Regions from separate parts of the Mus musculus genome. Here all the other regions are linked to region 3. Evidence: chromatin contacts called from public HiChIP or PLAC-seq and promoter capture Hi-C data. All regions are on one chromosome and are shown on one strand. The core of a region is the stretch at or near the end of the contact, and the rest is flanking DNA. Distances in the headings are between cores, read along the strand shown.

Region 1 (2,779 bases), core at 75-2,574, 1.2 Mb before region 3:
GAAATTCTTCTCTAAGATGCCCATGCCTTTCACCTTCCCCAAACTTCTTCCTTATCCCACTCTCAACAGAACAGAACAGAACAGAACAGCATGCAGGTCTCCATGTGCCCCCCCCCACTCATGCTTCTGTTCTCCCTGTCTCTGTCTGTCTCTCTGTCTGTCTGTCTCTCTCTTTCACCTTCTTAGAAATCCCTTTCCTCCCCTCCATCTGGCAGAGATGACAAGGTCTCCCATTATACTTTTTTTCTTACTCCAACTTCTTATACACACACACACACACACACACACACACACTCACACACATGCTCACACAGCAATGCAGAAACATCCGATGAATGGAAAGAACCTTTGAGCTAGACGTTAGGCAGGGTTCTCTCCACAATCTTCTACTAAGAGCCCTCCTTAGAAAGGGAAGAGGAAATAGAACCTAAAGGTTTAGGAGAATGGCGACTTTGAACTTAGCCCATGCCAACAGGGCAAGTCTCTAATTTTATCACTACAATCTATGCAAACATTATATATTCTATGCAGACTACAGAGCACCGTCTTGTCTTAATACTCAGTTATTATTGCCCTTAGTTCTTCAAATTGATCATCCGGAGAGATGTTCCTTAGGTGCTATCTTCTCACTTTTTCTTCATTAGCTGTCCTCTCGCCCCCTGCCGCCAGGACCCTAAACAAACCTGACAGCTGTGCAGACCCAGAAGAAACAGCTGTTTTTCCCGTCCCTGGGGGTCAGGAGCACAGTGGCAGCGAGGCGGGGTCTGGAGGCCCCTCCCCTCCCCCCGCCCGCCGCGGGGGCGGAGCGGCTCGGGTCCCGCCCGCGGGGGCGGAGAGGGAGCCTGGGCGCCGGGCAGTTCGGCTCGGCTGGTTCCGGGTTGAGAGGCTGCGCTGGACCGAAGCGGTGGCCGCTGAGCTGGTGCGGGTAAGGGGCCGCGCGGGGCCGGGATCTGCGGCCAGGGTCGGGCAGCTGAGTGGGCCGGCACCCCTCCTCTGCTCTGCCGGGCAAAGCCGCGGTGCGGCTGGGTCTGGCTGCTCTGTCCCGCAGAATTCCCCATCCCCAGCTCGACCCCCTCTCAAAGCTTTTCGGGTCCCGGGATTCCGCCCCTCTTCGGGATCTCCTCCTCGCAGCATCTATCCCTTGGGAGTGTCTGGTCCTCTAGATCCTCCTCGCCTGGAGCCCCTTCCTTGGGACGCCCTCGGCCTCTCTCCTCCAGCGCCCATCGCTGGTGGCCACCTAGGACCTCGAAACCGAGCTCCGGTGCTCGCATCCCGGGTGGCACCCACTCGGCACCGAGCCCTCGCGCCTCCGGCGTCGCAGACAGCTCCCCCCGCGCTCCCCGGCGCCTGTCGCCCGTGCCCCCGTGGGCCTGGCCCCCGGGTACCGCCCCCAATCGCGCCGCGCCGGCCGCCGGCCTCCCGGGCTCCGCTTCGCGCCGCCCCTGGCGCCATGGCGTGCAGCCTCAAGGACGAGCTGCTGTGCTCCATCTGCCTGAGCATCTACCAGGACCCGGTGAGCCTGGGCTGCGAGCACTACTTCTGCCGCCGCTGCATCACCGAGCACTGGGTGCGGCAGGAGGCTCAGGGCGCCCGCGACTGCCCGGAGTGCCGGCGCACGTTCGCCGAGCCCGCGCTCGCGCCCAGCCTCAAGCTGGCCAACATCGTGGAGCGCTACAGCGCCTTCCCGCTGGACGCCATCCTCAACGCGCGCCGAGCCGCGCGACCCTGCCAGGCTCACGACAAGGTCAAGCTCTTCTGCCTCACGGACCGCGCACTGCTCTGCTTCTTCTGTGATGAGCCCGCGCTGCACGAGCAACACCAGGTCACTGGCATCGACGATGCCTTCGAGGAGTTGCAGGTGCGAGGCGGACAGGCGGGGCTGTAGGTGGGGTCAGGGTTCCAATAGGGGCAAGGGCCACAGGCCGGCTTAATGCCAAAGGGGCGTGGCTCCTGTGAGGGGCGGGGCAGGGGCGGGTCCCTTGAGCATCACTGTGTCAAATGGGCTTGAGAGAGATCTGGATGGGAGACAGGTCGAGGTGGGATAGGATGATGGAGAGAGGAAGCTACAGCTGGACCAGATGCTGGCTGAGGCTGAGACAGAATGGGAGACAGCAGCTCCTTCTGGACTTTTGGGCAAAGGAAGGACCACTATCAAAGCTAACCTGGGAGTCGAAGTGGGGTGTGTGGGAGGGGTGAGCTACTCTAAATGCAGCTACAGAATTCTGGAATGTTTGGGGCATTGTGGGATGCGGCTTGCTGCTCCAGGTGTTCATTGAGATCTAGAGTGAGGCCTGGGCCTCGGTTGGATGATGAAAGTGAGAGTTAAGCTTAAGACGTGCAAATTGTTCAGAGGGCAGGTTTGGGTGCCAAGATTAGATCAAGGTATGTGAGGTGAGAGTCTAAGGTCGGCCTCAAGTTCAGATATGACAAGAACCTTTTTTTTAAAATTTAAACCAGAGTAGGGGCCAATTGAGAGTGGAACCAGGAATTAAAGATTCAAGATTTGGAGAATTAGACAAGATTTGGAGGAGGGGAAGACAAGCTTCTAGGAATTCCCAAGGCCTGGTGATGACCCCTCTTGTCTTCTACATCCGAATCTTTGAGTACTCAATTGGACATAGCCCTTAACTGCAGCTAGTCTCCCCTAAACCTTTCCGTTGTCATTGACAAGAGGGCAAGACCCTGGTCAGTGTGTTTAATACTCTAAGACCCCACCCAAACATTTTCCTTTCCTCAAGCTCCATTGTCGTGTGTGTGTGTGTGTGTGTGTGTGTGTGTG
Region 2 (2,700 bases), core at 6-2,505, 1.1 Mb before region 3:
GGAAACACAGGGAGGGCAGATGTGGGGGCAAGGACCAAGAATTGGAGATAAAGGGGACAATCTAGTAAATATCAAGTAAACAAATACCAATACCGAGAGAATGGGAGGTCTCCTACAGAGAAGAGGACAGGCAACCAACCCACACCCATTTCCATCCCCTCACCGAGGTGGCCTGGGAGGCCCCCAGAGTGAGCTCCTCCAGCAGATCCCGGGTGCTGAAGCCCTCCTCCACCATCACAAAGTCCGATTCACTCAGATAGCCAGCCATGCTGAGCAGGAGGAGCCCAGGGGCTGGAGGAAACCGCTGCCTTGGAGCACCGCTGGCTGCCTTGGCCACCGCCTTAGAAAGTATGCAACACACTGTGGGGAGAGGGAGATGGAGGAAACCGCTGGGGAACAGGCTGCATCCCTCACCTCCCCAGGCCTACGGTCCCTGCCCAGTCATGTTCTGTGCCCTTGCCCAAGCCTGAGAAGCCGAGGTTCGCTGGGAATGGTGAAGTTATGTCTGCTAGAGCCTCAATTACCCCCATCTGTTAAATGGGATTGGTTTGGAGTTCTTTTCCAGTTCTGAAATTTGAAATTGGAAGAAAAAAAATGTGGGGACAGATCTGAGAAACCTAGTTGGGGAAGTCTCCTTCCAATTGAAGGATTTCTCCAGTCCAGACTACACCTACCTAAAGGGCCAAAAAAAAAAAAAACAAAACCCGTGAGCTTGAGTTCGAGTCGGCTCTCTGCTTCATGACCTTGGGTCAGTTTCCCCATTTATAAAAGGTTGGTCCTGACACACTAAGAATGCTCTATGAGCCACGGGTGGGTTCTGTCCGCGGGACGGCTCTCTCAAGTGCAGGGCGGGGGTCCCGCACCCCAACCCCAGGCCTCCTTACCAAGCCCCGTCCTCCTTCGCGGGGGCCAGAGCCAGGCGCGCTGCTAGGGGGGGTCGCCGGTGACCTCGAAACTTGTGCAACACCCCGAGGAGGAGTGGCAATTGCGGAGCCGAGGCCCCTGCTGAGAGGAGGCAAGGGGGGCCGGGGGAAGGGTCAGCGCCCAAAGCCGAGGACGCCCGCTCCCCGAGGCTCCCCCCCAGCCATCTCCTGCACTCGCCTTAAAACGCATTTACACGGCTTCGGCCCATAGGTCTCCCCAGCGAGTGAATCGGATCCTCGGCGCCTCCGCTCGCTCGCTCCCCCCGGCTCCGGCCCCGCGGCCTGCGCCCCGCGCGCCCAGCAGCCACCGACCCCACGCCCCGCCTTGCGCCCGCCGCTCGCTTATATAAGCCCCGCCCTAGCCCCGCCCCGGTGCCCTGGCCCCGCCCCTGCCTGCTCCGTAGCCAGGGCAACCGGGTGCCGCCAGCCCATTGGTCGATTCGGACATAAAGCATTCAGCCCTGCGAGGCTGCTCCGCAAAGCTGCGCAGCTAAGCAAGCTGGCTGACTGATGTCCGCGGAGGTCCACGCGGGGAAATCCTTCGAATCCTAGGCGTCTACGTGGTCTGAGCCGCAGATCCTGCGTCCTGCGTCTCAAAAAGTGACTCCGGAAAACTTTTCTGTCCCTGGCTGAAGTCGATGGCCCCCTGCTCCTCCCCTGGTGAAGTTCTGGCTCCGCCCTTGGAGCCCAAACCTCTCCTGTCTTATTTTGTAATATGACCTTTTACTTAATCGCCTCTTCTAGGCATTTTAAACTCCCAACTCAAATGCCAGCTAAAATGTATTCAAATAGAATTTTTGTGGCTTCACGAGCTCGGGGTGATGCCTTCATTCTCAGAATCCACAAGACTCTGGTGAAATGTGGCTTCGACTCAAAGCATGTCTCCTCTTCTATACACAAATCCCTGTTCATCCATCAGAGTCCAGTGTAATATCTTCCTCTATCGGACCATCCCTGGCCCCGAAACGCAATGGGACTCACAGTCCTTGTCTCTGTCTGACCCCTCCCCTCCTTCCCTTGAGCCTTAATATCAGTTGCTGAGATACCCGCACCTGCTTTCCTTTTTTTTTTTTTTGCCTGATAAAACATCTCAGCTTTGTGCACTCCAAGGGCAGGGACTGAGAGCCGGGCTCCTTGGAGTGCTTAGCATGCGCAGGGTGTTGCTCAGAAGCTAATTCAAGAGTTCTCCGGGTAGAAGTCCGAATGCTGCTTGTCTCTGCGCATGTGGCTGCTGACTGGGAAGAGACAGAATGGAACCTTTCCGGTGCTTGGTAATGGTTACAGGTGTGTGTGTGTGTGTGTGTGTGTGTGTGTGTGTGTGTGCGCGCGCGCGCTCCTTGAGTTATACACATATGATTAATGCCCTGTTGTACCTGTTATGTATACTACGTTAAGAGTTTGCAAGTTTTAGCCGGATGTGGTGGCGCACGCCTTTAATCCCAGCACTTGGGAGGCAGAGGCAGGCGGATTTCTGAGTTCGAGGTCAGCCTTGTCTACAAAGTGAGTTCCAGGACAGCCAGGGCTATACAGAGAAACCCTGTCTCGGAAAAAAAAAAAAAAAAAAAAAAAGAGTTTACAAGTTTTAAGCCAGGCATGGTGGCCCATAGCTTTAATCCCAGCAAATCTCTTAGTTCGAAGCCAGCCTATTCTACACAGAGATCTACTACCAGAGCTACACAGAGAAATCCTGTCTCAAAAAAACAAGAAAAAAAATTACAAATTTTAAGAAAACCCTTGGTAGGGTTGGAGAGATGGCTCAGAGGTTAAGAGCACTTGT
Region 3 (2,700 bases), core at 198-2,697:
GGCTAGACTGCGACACAGTGGCAGTACTGGAGGGACTGAGAGGAGTGGCTAATGAGCTGGGAGCCATGGGGGGAGGTGTTAAAGAGAGGGTGGGACAGGAGGAGTAGATGTGAGAGGCCATTGGTCTTTATGAATGAGTGTTGTAACCCTGAGTGTGAGAGGCTGTGACTAGTTCATTTTTAAGTTAGCATTTTCCTAAGTTGTATTCCAGAAAACTGTGACTCAGAGAGGTTAAATGACTTCTTCAAGATCACACAGCTAGAAACTGTTTAAAAAAGAAAACGAACAACAGGATCTGCTCACTAACGCCAGTGCTGAGGGGGAAGCTGAGCAAAGAAATAAGCCAGCGGGGCGCTGGTGGGTAAGGCTGGGCCAGATCACGAAGGAACTGGATCACCAGACTTGTCTTCCTCTGCAGGTAAGGATGAGGACCGTGCTTTGCAGACTGTCCTATGGCCAGTACCACGATCAGCAGTGGGACTGTGGAAAGTGCCTGGCTAGATTGAAAGCTCAGGACTTTTTATTTAAAAAGTATAGTGTTGGCACTGTAGATACTGGGGATACAATTATAAGCAAATCAAACACAATTCTTGTCCACATGAGAGTTTTTGTTGTTGCTGCTGCTGCTGTTGTTGTTTGAGACAGAGCCTCATTATGCAGCCATGGCTAGACTGGAACTGTCTATGTATGTATGCTTGCTTCTGCCTGCTGAGACTAAAGGCATGTGCCACCAGGCCCGGCCACGTGGGAATGTAACTAATCAAATAAACATGCAACCAAGTTTAGAACCTAAACCCCAAGAGCCAAGTACAGGAAAGTTGGTAACTTAGGAACTGTGATTTGACCTACAGAGGGAATAAAACCTCCTTGTTGAGACCTAGTCATCTACTGACACTAGTTCTAGGCCGTACTTTGCTGAGGAACTCACTGTGAGTTTAGGTAACTAAGTCATTGCCTTTCTGAGCCTCAGTTTCCCCATACATAAAGATAGGAGCACCGTGACATCTTAATTTTCCTTCTCTTCTGGCGGTCTGACCTTTCTCCACTGTCCACGGGTCTGTTTAGTACCCACGTTCTAAATGGCACCTGCATTCCAGGAAAGGCTTAAGTTCTCAGTAGCCATGGCAACCGCCTGGGCGTTAGAAGTAAAGTGATCACGACAGTGACGTAACTAATATGCGTCAGGTTATAATATGGCCTTGCCAGGTTATAATATGGCCACCACAGAAACAACTGACCAAGTCTCCCCATTAGATAACTACAGCTGGCCAGGCCCGAGGTCCGCTGCAGGTCACGAAAAATAAAAACAAACGAGCCACTACGGTCAACAACACTTCCGGACACTCCTACCCAGCCCTCTGTAAGGTACCAGCTCACCGCCTGTGACTTCCGTTTGTTGACCGGAAGATTGACAGCCTGTCCGTCCAATCACAATCGGACCCGCCCCAAAATCCAACCAGGAGCGGCATTGGGAGCAGGAAACTCCGCCTACCACAGTTGTGTGACGTCATAACCGCCATGGCCAGCTATCCAAACGGACAGGTGAGTTGTAGTGGCCCCTGCGTCAATATTTGGGCTTGTCTATAGATCCGGTACCACTCTCCATCCTCGGCTCTTTCTCCCCACTTGATCCGCAGCCTTTTCACGCAGAGGTTTACTTCAACAAGACTCTGTGTGAGCGAGAAACAGGAGGGCCAGTCCGTCGCGCTCGTTTTACGTCACATAGGACCACTCGAGGGGTTGTTTATATTGCGCAAAACTGGCTTTGGGGGTTTTGCTGTGAATTGATCCGGGCTGAACCGGACCAGGGTGCTTAACTCAGGTCTCCGTGGGGCGGAGTCCTCTGTGCTCTCGAGGCGTTTAGAGCTCTTTTTCCCTTGGAGTCTTTCTGGGCGTAACTTGATAAAAACAAGTTGCCCGACTCTCTCAGCACCGTCCTGCGACCGAATAATCTCGGGACAATCAGTGGTAGGAGGTACCAGAAGTGAGATTACACCCCTCACGGTTGTCCAGCGTCCTTTCACACGTAGGAAAAGTGAAACCCAGAGAAGATATGGAGTTTATCTAAGTTACCAAGTAGTTAGGCAGCAGAGCCAAGGTCAGAACTTGGGTTGTCTGCAACTGCTTCTTCCTTCCTTTCTAGCCTGCCTTGAACCAGCCGGGAACATCATTTCAGTGTGATTTATTTTGTGGCCAGAATTAGGTGACATAGAGGTGCCAAATGCAGTTTTGAGTTAAAAGTGGAGCCAGATCTTTGCCGCATTAGTTTTAAGTCTTTTTTTTTTTTTTTTTTTTTTCCTGATCCAGTTTCCTCTCATAAAATGGACCAAGTAGTAAGAGTCCACCCCTCACAGAGTTATTAGGAAGAACGATGTGATTCCTGTAGGCATATGCTATGCTATACGGTAAAGTGTAACATCACTTTGTAGGAGTTTTCAAAGCAGGCCCCTCACTTCGAAATAATTTGGACAAAATAATCGTCCTGATCACAGAGTAGTTTAAGAGATTAGTCTCATGTATGGAAAGTGGAATGCAAAGTCAAATGGGTTATTACCAAGCTTTGATTGGCCATAGTCACAGACTAAAAGATATTTAAAGGCCTATGTGGTTTATATAGCATTTCTTACATTTACTTTGTGTGTGTGTTGGGGGTGGGGAGAGGGCGGCTACACATGTGCACATGCACAGGAATTATTTTTT
Region 4 (2,700 bases), core at 186-2,685, 1.7 Mb after region 3:
TGGTGGGCTCTCCTCCTCAGAGAAAAATTTGTTTCCCACGGCAAGCTTTGGGTCAATCATCTTTGTCTTTCAAACGCTCTCTGATACTTATTTCCTGGGCTACCACATCACCGGACTCTGGGGAACGTCTAAGAATGTATACCTTTGGATCGTGTACCTCTCTCCATGTTTCTAAATCAGGAGTCCTAAAATGGAACCTCATCTGATTTCCATGCACGCAGTTTGGGAATGGAAGGACTGCCTCCTGCAGCACTTCCTTGCTCCCTTTCTTCAGCCTGCAACAGTGCACACTTGCATGTACACAAATGTTCCACGGACGGGTTATTTATGCTGATGTTTCTTTTCCACCAAAACTAAGAACCTGCGTCTTTCCAGGTTAATACCTTTTACAAAGAATTTTCATTTCCCACCCAATCTCTTTGTATGCTGTGAGCATTTTAAACGACATCTTCCTTCATGGGACCCCTCTCATAGCTGAACAGCTTGATGGTTTTACAATGTATTATCCTGTCAACCTTAACATTGTTCTAATGTTTTGTTTTTATTTTTCCTTAACATTGTTCTAATGTTTTGTTTTTATTTTTCTTCCCAAGACAGATTTTCTCTGTGTAGCCCTGACTGTCCTGGAACTCACTTTGTAGACCAGGCTGGCCTCGAACTCAGAAATCCGCCTGCCTCTGCCTCCCAAGTGCTGGGATTAAAGGCGTGCGCCACCACCACCCGGCTTCTTCTAATGTTTTATCCATTCCTCACAACCGTCTGAAATGAGGTATATCATTTTCATGGCATCAATGAGAAATAGGCTCCAAGTTGCGCTCACTTGCCCAAGCTAGGAAAGAGCTGCTAGGATTTGAGCCTGGTATTCCTGGTATGTTAACTCTGGGTAAAGAAGTCCCCAAGTCTTGGTAGAGCATGCCTCTAATCACAGCACTTGGGAAGCAGAAGCAAGCGGATCTCTGAATTTGAGGCCAGCCTGGTCTACAGAGGGACAGCCTGGAACACACAAAGAAACCTGTCTCGAAAAACTGATGATGGTGGTGATGCTGGGCTGATAAAGTCTTTGTGTTGTTCTGGGGGAACTGAAGATGAAATGATACTTTAAAAAGTCTGGCACAGTGGTATCTCAATAAAGAGTGCAAAGGGGATACTGAGGCCAGAATGTAAATGACTTCCCGGAAACACCACGCGACAAGCAGCAGTCACAGCTTTAAGCCAGTTCTGAACTCTCTTCATGGGTAGGCTGCTTTGGCTAGCTGTGCAACTTCTCCAGGTCTCTGAATACCTTACGTAGCCCACCCTCAATCCTCACACCAGTCCGGGAGAAACCCTACACCAATACCTGGGCAGAGAGCGAGCGGCCTCTTTTAAAGAAGGGGGCGCGGTCACGAGCGGGGCGGGGCTCAGGCTTGCTGTCGCGGACGAATGACGTAGTCCAGAGCGCCGGATTCTGCCAGTGCTGGAAGCAGCATGTTGGTCAGCCAGCGAGTGACAGGGGCGCGAGCCCGGGCACCTCAGCTTGCGGGTCTCCTCGAGGCTTGGTACCGCCACGGCCGGACCACATCCTCCTACTCCGCTCTCTCTGAGCCGTCACGGGTGCGGGCGCTGGTCTATGGCAACCATGGGGATCCAGCCAAGGTCGTCCAGTAAGAGTCGGCGCCGCCACCGGGGAGGGAGCTGGGGTTCCTGGAGGGTTTTGAGGCGGGCGGCGGACTGCCAGGAGAGGACAGGGTCCGAGGAAGAGGGTTCTGCTGTCCTACAGATGCCGAGACCCCAGGGCGTGCTTGCTGACCCGACACCGGTGCTTTCCGGCGGCCAAGGACCCGCGAGGCACCGGTGCCAGAGTTTACTGACCCATATTGGTTTGAAGATTGTGGCAGTCACTCCTTTGTCTCAGTGGATGCTTCCGACTATTTGTCACAGCAACAGTCTGGGGGTATTTATTGCATTTTTTTTTCAGATGAGAAAAGCGAGGCATAAGAAAGTTAAAATTAACATTTGCCCCAAGTCACCCAGCCAGTGAGAATAGAAATTTGAACATACGGTCTGACAGCCTACCTAGATTCTACACCTGTTTTTAAATAGGAGATTATTGTTTGCCTTTCACAGAGGCCGAGGGGCTTGTCTAAAATGATACGGCTAATTAGTGATTGGAATAGGTGCCGGAATTCACCTGTTTCTCATGCGAGTTCCCTTCCACCAAGCCATGTGTGCATCTTGGCCTAATTATGACGAGTTGTTTAAACCCAGCTTGATGGCATGTGCCGTTAATCCCAGCACTAGTGAGGCAGAGGCCCGCAGATCTCTGTGAGTTCAAGGCCAGTCTAGTCTACATAGTCAGTTCCAGGATAGCCAGGACTATAGAGAGAGACCCTGTCTCAAAACAAACAAGCAAAAAGGAGTTGTTTCATAATCCCAGGATGCTGAGGTAAAAGGGTTATGAGTTTGAGACCAACATGGGTTGCATAATGAGCCTTTGTCTCAAAATACACACTCACAGTAAAAATACATAAAAATTTAAAAAAAAATCTTCAAATACAGTTTAGGGGATGCGCATGGTGTGTGCCTGTAGTCCCAGCACTTGCTAAGGGAGGAAGATTGTGAATGTAATGCTAGCCTGAACTACATATTGAGACCCTGCCTCAAAAACAAACAAAAAGTGGACAAGTTGGGCTTACCAACATGCATCTTATTATTATTATT

The links. Promoter capture Hi-C pulls out the DNA fragments that hold promoters and counts their contacts. HiChIP or PLAC-seq counts read pairs in DNA pulled down with a chosen protein or histone mark. Capture Hi-C pulls out chosen DNA fragments and counts their contacts.
Region 1: a contact with region 3 is called in a promoter capture Hi-C map of liver, with 2.1 times the contacts expected there. The contact joins the promoter of Trim62 here to the promoter of Pef1 in region 3. A contact is called at or near these places in 2 of 39 promoter capture datasets (both in liver), 1 of 115 datasets of contacts at active chromatin or transcription factors (regulatory T cells) and 1 of 9 other capture datasets (liver).
Region 2: an H3K27ac HiChIP or PLAC-seq map of double positive thymocytes shows a contact between it and region 3, with 4 times the contacts expected there. The contact joins the promoter of Azin2 here to the promoter of Pef1 in region 3. A contact is called at or near these places in 2 of 39 promoter capture datasets (liver and pre-B cells) and 2 of 115 datasets of contacts at active chromatin or transcription factors (double positive thymocytes and thymic regulatory T cells).
Region 4: a contact with region 3 is called in a promoter capture Hi-C map of pre-B cells, with 5 times the contacts expected there. The contact joins the promoter of Mecr here to the promoter of Pef1 in region 3. A contact is called at or near these places in 4 of 39 promoter capture datasets (the C10 cell line, liver and pre-B cells) and 1 of 484 Hi-C or Micro-C datasets (CD4 T cells).

The regions. Positions count from the first base shown.
Region 1 is chr4:128,882,720-128,885,498 of GRCm38.p6, forward strand. It overlaps Trim62 (tripartite motif-containing 62), which reads left to right and starts at 1,325. Exons shown (of 5, transcript NM_178110.3): 1 at 1,325-1,858. The coding sequence starts at 1,451.
Region 2 is chr4:128,961,200-128,963,899 of GRCm38.p6, forward strand. It overlaps Azin2 (antizyme inhibitor 2), which reads right to left and starts at 1,256. Exons shown (of 11, transcript NM_172875.4): 1 at 1,102-1,256; 2 at 885-1,005; 3 at 164-360. The coding sequence starts at 268.
Region 3 is chr4:130,106,109-130,108,808 of GRCm38.p6, forward strand. Pef1 (penta-EF hand domain containing 1) reads left to right here and starts at 1,448. Exons shown (of 5, transcript NM_026441.4): 1 at 1,448-1,542. The coding sequence starts at 1,519. Gm40258 (a long non-coding RNA gene) reads right to left here and starts at 2,010. Exons shown (of 2, transcript XR_868200.3): 1 at 1,493-2,010.
Region 4 is chr4:131,842,036-131,844,735 of GRCm38.p6, forward strand. It overlaps Mecr (mitochondrial trans-2-enoyl-CoA reductase), which reads left to right and starts at 1,436. Exons shown (of 10, transcript NM_025297.2): 1 at 1,436-1,643. The coding sequence starts at 1,468.